2 separate regions of the Gasterosteus aculeatus genome follow, and region 1 is linked to region 2. Evidence: chromatin contacts called from public Hi-C data. All regions are on one chromosome and are shown on one strand. The core of a region is the stretch at or near the end of the contact, and the rest is flanking DNA. Distances in the headings are between cores, read along the strand shown. Region 1 holds the start of ndufaf4 (NADH:ubiquinone oxidoreductase complex assembly factor 4). Region 2 overlaps nt5dc1 (5'-nucleotidase domain containing 1).

Region 1 (3,857 bases), core at 878-3,377, 36 kb before region 2:
CGTCCTTCGAGTCCTGTGAGCAGAAGGAAGTCTAAAAACTCTGACAACCCCGTATTGTTTTGAGGAAAGACGTAATAAAGTGGGACAACTTGAACATGGTCAAATCATCCACCGTTGGAGACGCCATCAGTGTCCCAGTCTGACCTCTGCGGCCGGATCTTTCGACTCCACGTACACGGACTTCAGGAGGGTCAGCAGCGGGTCGTTCTTCTGGCTGACGGATCTCGCGGTCTCCAAAGCTGAAACAAACACACAGCGAGCACATGAGCGTGGACGGTTCTCCCGGGTCTTCATTCAGAAGCCTCAATGGTAACGTTGTGTCTGAGCCTGGCCAATCAACCCGGCGTCTAAGCTGCGTGTGGCCCGAGGAGACCACACAAGGCCGCGGGGGGCGGATCGAGCACTCACCGTCGGAGCTCCCGTCGGAGGCCGGCAGGTCGGCCTCGTGCCGCGGTGCCGCGCGGGGCTTTTCTTTGGAGATTTCTCGGTGAACTCGGCTTTCTAGATTGAAATTTCGGAACATACGCGCGACCCGTGCGCCCATGTTGGACATGTAACCGATTGACGCCGGTAACTGATAAAGTTTGTTCAAAATGTCGACGGCGAGCGAGAAGGTCCTTGTCACGGGGAAAAGGCGAAGGCACAAAGCTGAAGCGACTCCTGTTGGTCGGGAGTGTCATTGCTCAATTCCTTATTTGGTCGATAATTACAAAACATTGGTTTTTCTTGTTCTTTTTTTAATCCATCCATATAAATGTATTTTAAGTCCAATAAAAAAATGAACAAGGAGGGAATGTTAAGAATAGATAATAAGATACACGGAACTATAATAGAACTATAAGATTATGGTTAAGTTAATTTTCTCCTCTGATTTAACTAGCGTTTACTAAGAATGTTTTAACCGAATGTTTTGCTGGCTCTGTGGCAGATCTATTGATGAAGAGCGTTATGAGTAAAATGTATTTTTCTTATTATTATTATTATTATGAGAAACTCATGAATCAAGAGGATGTGATGAATCAAGTCATTGTTTCGAGATAAGCCTTGGTAAAAACTTAAATAAAACACGATATTACAAGAGGAGACCCAACTTCATCCGTTATAGGTTTATTTGTATAAATCTCATGATATGCAATCATTTTAAAAGTACTTGATCTATGTAATACTATACTTCTTCTTTCCAACGTCAGGTAGACACGAGATGAGCTGTAACACGACCAGCAGATGGCAGCATTCGTATTCTAACGCAGTCCGAATAAAGAAAGAAAGTGGTTCTTTTTCTCACCTTCATTGTCTATGTTTGAAATACGTACCAAAGCCCTGCCTTCTTGTCACAATGAGAAATTATTTATTGGTGAGATAAATAAAGTAAATAAATCAGTTACCACTTCCGTCCGCCAAGTTCTCTGACCAGGCCAGACCACACAGTTAACTTTTTACACAGGCGAGGCCGTACGGAGCACATCTGGAGGTGGTTATCTGCTCAGTCATAACATAACAAACCACAGCACTTTATATTTTATTTGCGAGGAAAGGAATTCGTTTCATTTCACTCACTAACTGGTGTATGACTCCTGAGCTGATGGAATTCACTAAGTCACCAAAAGGCCAGAGGTTCTCAGTCAAAGATGTTGTTGCACATGTTGCACCACACCTGTGCACATAAAACACATGAGAAACAACAGAAATGAACCGACCGATAATGCAGAGATCAGAGGAATGTATTTGCAACAAAAAAAAGAACCAAAAAAGTGCTGTGAAAATGAATTTGTTCGTTTAAAAATAGATCACTGATCCCTGGTGTTTGGGTTTAACAATTTGTAATTAATCACGTTCATCAGTTCTCGCCAACGCTATTGGCTGCGTTGAGCCGGAGGTTTCAGCAACACTTGATAAAAAAAGAAGAGACGACGCCGAGGCGCATTTGTGCATGTGAGGCTTGAGGAGCGAGGAGGAGTCGAGTGTCTAGACCAGGGGTGCTCACACTTTTTCAGCATGGGAGCTACTTTTGAAAAGACCAAGTCAAAATGATCTACCCATTATATTTATTGAGAAATATATCGAGGATTCTTACAACTTATGTTGATGTATAACCACATATGTTGCACAACACAACATAATTCAGAACTGAACAGACTGAACAACATAATTATGTACATTTTTTGCCATCACCTGAGCTATTTTCCATGAAGAGTCCGAAAATGCCGCTCCACATTTCCCTTCTTTGGTATTGCGACGGTAGACTGGCAGACGAGACAAACGCACTTTGAAAATGTCATCGTGAAAAAAAAGTCCTCCTCCCACTCCGTATGAAAGTGATAGGTTTTTTTCTTTTTACTTGGTCCGGCTCCCCCACTAATTTTTATACCCTATCTTGTTAGGGGAGGAAAAAGAGGAAAAAAACGAACGAAAAATTAGGATGTAACTAACGACTAGCTTGTTAGCTTTGCAGCGCTCAGGGGCGTTGTTTGAACACGCACAGTGACCTAAATGTACGGGGAAAAAATCAGATGTCATCTGACTGGTTGTCCTGTGTATCAATCAAGTGACGGGATGGCTGATAGGCTGACGTCTAGTTTTTTTATTCAAAACAACTCAACTTTATTTGTATAGCGTCAGTTCATGACAATGTCTTCTCACCTTGTCATGCGATCTACCAATAGTACCTTGGAGATCGACTGGTAGATCGCGATCGACGTATTGAGCACCCCTGGTCTAGACTGTTGACTTATAGAGTCGAAACAGATATGTATGAGCACCCCACATTTGACCACATTATCAAATGGAATTGCTCTCAAAATTGTGCCATGACACGTAAACTTGCTCAAATGTCAAACCAGGTGCTGGTGATATTTTTTTCTATTTCATCTAAAGCCCAAGTTCTATCTTTAGGTTTTGATTAGGAGAAGAAGAATACAAACATTCCTCTCTCTCTCTCAGGTGCCTCGATGATGTACTGGACATATAAATGTTCAATAAAAGACACGAAATCTTCTTCTGTTGGTCTTTGGGGACGACTCCACTAGAGCACCACCACTAACAATAGTCCCCTAACAGTCTGCTTCTGTTTGAGAAGAACTTTCTTAGACATTTACAGAGGATTGTTAAAACAATGGAACTGTGTAATTGCCATTTTTTCCTGTCTTTGAAAACAAAGTAAAAAATCCCGTCCCAGGTAGGGAAATGAAAGTATTAAGAGAAGGACGAAGAAGCAGATGTCAACATCCAGGTCATCTTCACAACCGGGATACTTAATGCTTCTTAATGCATCAGTCGGTGTAACTTCACCCATATTTAATAATAAGATGCTATTTTGTTAACTGATTGTATAGTTTGTATACATATGTATTGGGTGTTTTTAACCCTTACTAGGACTTGCGAATCCATGCCGCTAGACCCCATAAGTCCCAGATGACCACGAGTGCAGCATCCGAGCAGGCGGGTCTGTGGATGGAGTCTGACCGCACGTGTGTTGAGCCAGGACGTCAGCTGATATTTATTCATTATGTTATTCACACGCGTGTTTTTCCTTCCTTTCCTCTCTATGACCAAATGTGTAGCAGGGAAACAGACGTAATGCCTCAATGCCTCCAAGTAGTGAATGTCTTATCTTTTTTGATTTAAGCTGTAGTGCATGTCTGCGCTTCCATTTCCTACTGGACACAACACACAATGAATATGCATGTGGTCATTTTATTTACAAATAGTAAAAAAAACACACACCATAAAAAATATATCTCGCTTTCACATATATACATTTAAATGTGTCTCCATGATTTATGTAGACAGGACGAATCTCCAGCAGGTGTGGTGACTGCATCATAGTGGCTAACCTTGAGATCTTTGACACAATGCAG
Region 2 (3,715 bases), core at 1,205-3,704:
TCGCAACACGAATCTGCATCCCCTGAGCTTGTAAAGCAAGGACCTGAACACGATCTCCAGCACACGCGATGACTCAAAGTCAAGGGGTTCTCCTTGGGAGGGCGGGCCGTGCACAGGGGTGGTGGGGCACAAGCGGGAGAGAGCAAGGGGAACGGGCAAGGACCAGGCTGCTGCTGATGTGGGTGGGGAGGTGTGTGGCGGGGGGGGGAACCTTGAAGGCGAGTGCAACCCGCCCTCCCAGGGAACAAGAGGGGCTTGTGTTTGTTTGAAGTGCTGCGATCACATGGGCATTGTGTGTGTTTCAAGGCTCTCTTTTAGCTGCTCGATCGGCTGTATAGCGGGGGGGGGGGCTTAGGCTCCAAAAACACGCCTAAACTAAACCGCACAGGGTTCACCGCAAACAGAGGGGGGGGGGGGGGGGGGGGGGGGGGGGGGCAGCGGAAGACAAAGACAGCGTTACTGCAGGAATGACAACACAACATTTATAAAATGATGTGTTGGGACACACGACGATCAGCGTTTCCCACACAGAGACTAATTTGTGGAGCGCCGATTCAACAGCGGCCGCCACACGTTGCGTTTGGTGTATTTAAAAAAGAAAAAGAAATATTCAAACGCTATTTAAATCACGCAGCGTATTCGTTCAGCTGCATTTCCTTTCCCTGCTCTCCCTCCATCTCAGTCACACACACACACACACACACACACACACACACACACAGCCCCTCCCCTCCGTGCACACCGCGTCATGGGAGCTAATGGGAGTTGTATATGGTGTGAATTGTGTATAGTTCTAGCGACGTGTGTTTTTGTACGACGTTTGAATACCCGTTTTGTATTCACTTTTGGATTTTTTTGTGTTGTTTTTGTATTCACTCGAACGAAATATTGCAGTTCAGCGGTCGATTGTTGGTTTTGCCCTTTTAATTTTAGCTTTTTTTCAGAGATTTGAAGCGTACAAACTTTGTTAAGTTAATATTTACTTTACTTAAGAGAACATTCAAAAGCGATTAAACTTAAATAGGCACTTTTATTATTATTCTTAGTATTTTTGGCTCCGTTTTTTATCATGTGTCTGGTATCGTTTTGGAAACGACTACAGAGAAATAGGTGTTTTTACCTTTTCCTTGATCTGGCCTATTAGTTGTTATTGACAAAATCCGTCGTTTCTTTTTAGTCGGGCGCCTGAAGTAAGGTCTGTGGTAACCACCATCTTAGGAGAAGAATGTGGAACTTTTCTTTAAAAGGGCGTCTGCTCACGAAATGAGCAGACGCTAAACGTCAGCCTTCAGTTTAGTGGGAGTTCAGTTTGTTTGTTTTTTACTTCCGCTTCAAATCATAAAAGGTGCCGTTCACAGATATGTGAATTGATTGATGGGAGGCGCGGAGGAAGTGCTGCAGACCGGGTGTTGGGGGTCACCTCACCCCAGGATGTGTTCACAGATGAGCCTGCAGTAGTCACTGTGGGAGCTGGTGATGAGGAGGAGGAGCTTCCCGGCGCTCTTCATGCTGCGCAGCCAGGCCTTGACCGAGTCGGAGCAGGGCTGCAGGTACCGGCCCGGGTCCCTCTTCACGCTGGGGAAGTACGTCCCTGCATCCGCTGTACACACACAGATGGAAAAATAAAAACCGAAGCTACACCAAGCTTTGTATTACATTTAGAATAGTGTTTTTTTAGTCAAATAATGACACATCAAAAACATACAAGTAAACAGAATTGTCACAATCGGTCGTCGTCTTCACATGATCCAATAAAACGGTTCAGGAGATCGACGTCAAAGGGAGCATGCTTCCATTTCTCAGTCTCACTGAGTCACAGATATGTTTGTCTGAAGTCTGAGGGGATGAATTCTGCTCATACACGACCAAATATGTCATGGTTTGCGCGGTGAAAATGAACAGACTGTGGTTTCAACATCTGAAAGAGTCTCTAGTTAAGAAGTCGGGCTTTCCTCCCCTTGAAGCCGCCCAGCTGCCCTTCGGTACATCCCGTCAGCATACTGTACAGAGCTGAATATGGCCGCGTTACACAATCCTGCTCCATTACACAATCCATCTCTCGACCGAATGCGCTCAGCGAAGCCTCATGAAAACGCAGTAAAAGAAAACATGAATAACACAACGAGCCGCACAAAATAAAGACACGTGACGCCAATTTGCACCACATATTGACGGGTTTGTGTGTGGAAACTAAGTCACAAAATGTGTTATTCCAATTGTTCTTGGTATTTCCGAAGAAACTTAAAATGGCAACTTGGGGGGGTTTGCAATTACAGGAAATGACAGTTATTTTTTTACACCACCTTTTCCTCTGCTTCGTAATTACTCCTAAATGATCATTCAAACAATCTCAACCAACTGGATCGCAGACTTTCTTTGGAGCTGAAGCGGTCGGAGCCAATAAGCGAGAAGAGGCGTGACTCCTTTCAGAGGGCAGGTTGTGGACGAGCTGAGGCGTTGACCCTGGCAGAGAACCTCGTGCGTGCGCTGCTAACATGACGCAATACGCCTACTACATGCTATGGCAGCCCCACATATTAGTTGTGGAGATCTAGTTGTATGACAAAGCGACTGACTGGAGGCAGAGGTACATGAACTATTACGGCGTTACATAGAACGGACAGGAAGGACAGCAGAGGGAGAGAATGTGTCCTACACTGTTATTCATAGGAATGGGAGGTCAGAAGGAATCACTTCATGTTAAATGTGCTGCTCACAGGGGCGTGGAACAGTCACGTTTTAATTCTTTTAAGTGGTGTCTGGGCCCCACCTGGGGGCCCTGTAGGCATTTCCAAAGAGGTCGGCACCCAAAAGGACAAGTTTTTCTTTCCAATAGAAGTCAATCCATGTGTTACATGACACACGGTACGAGTACGAAGGGTTTTACACGAAGCATTGAAAGGATATTATGAGATGGGGGACCGGAGGACTAAATCTTATCAAAAAGTTGTCCGTGCTCCAGTTGTGTTCGCTCAGGTCTCCTTGATGGGACAAAGTTAGAGGATGCGGGTCCTGAACTTCCAGCAAAAAAGGCTCATGCCATCTTTCTGACGTCACCTCTAGACACCTAATGGGACCTTTAGAGGCCTCTGAATCAGAATGAAATAGGATTACTTTAATCCCTCAACTTTCCAAGTTTTCTAAATAATTTCTTTTTGAACTACTCGGTTCTTGTGCATGTGTGATGGGGTTTAAGCAGCTTACGAAAATCCTTTTCCCAATGGAAAGGTTTGGACCTGCTGCCCTCCTGTGGTGGAACACAGGACTTGCTTGCTTGGGAAGGTCATTATGAGCTCCAAGAGGGCGGTAAAGGTGTCGAACCAGAAGAAGCACAAGCTGAACCCATGATCCAATCAGGAGGAGCCCCAGATCCACACCTTTAAAAATGACCGCGTGTAAACATTTGGTCGTAATCATCAGCACTTTTTTCTCTCTTTGATTGAATCCACGAGTTCACCTTCAGAGAAAGAGCCGGTTGCCACATCGACTTTAGGCCCTCAGTGGGGCCGTTTCAGTCCTCGGGGAGCCAGCAAGGTCAGCTGAGGGAGGTCAGGAGCGCTCCTCCGAACACTACAACAAACCCTTGTTGCACCGATATGTGTGCCATATACAAACAACTGACCTCGCCACTGCCTTTACGTTACATTTCATCAGATGCCACGCTGCAGGGATGCAGCGCGCAGGCCGTTTTATTCCACGGCAACCTGGAATGAAC

What was found. Hi-C and Micro-C count contacts between places; a contact is called where the count stands out from the background.
Region 1: a contact with region 2 is called in a Hi-C map of tail fin, with 4 times the contacts expected there. The contact joins the promoter of ndufaf4 here to the enhancer-like site in region 2. A contact is called at or near these places in 5 of 6 Hi-C or Micro-C datasets (liver, skeletal muscle, tail fin and 1 more).

The regions. Positions count from the first base shown.
Region 1 is chr18:3,444,619-3,448,475 of fGasAcu3.hap1.1, reverse strand. ndufaf4 (NADH:ubiquinone oxidoreductase complex assembly factor 4) reads right to left here and starts at 2,127. Exons shown (of 3, transcript XM_040160602.2): 1 at 409-2,127; 2 at 145-239; 3 at 1-13. The coding sequence starts at 553. dse (dermatan sulfate epimerase) reads right to left here. Exons shown (of 6, transcript XM_078093974.1): 6 at 3,674-3,857.
Region 2 is chr18:3,409,075-3,412,789 of fGasAcu3.hap1.1, reverse strand. nt5dc1 (5'-nucleotidase domain containing 1) reads right to left here. Exons shown (of 12, transcript XM_040160584.2): 7 at 1,426-1,600. Among protein-coding and RNA genes, the nearest start is that of LOC120808022, 16 kb to the right of the region's middle. Within about 2 kb of position 2,454, at least 2 of the 9 cell types and tissues checked have open chromatin away from gene starts, as enhancers often do.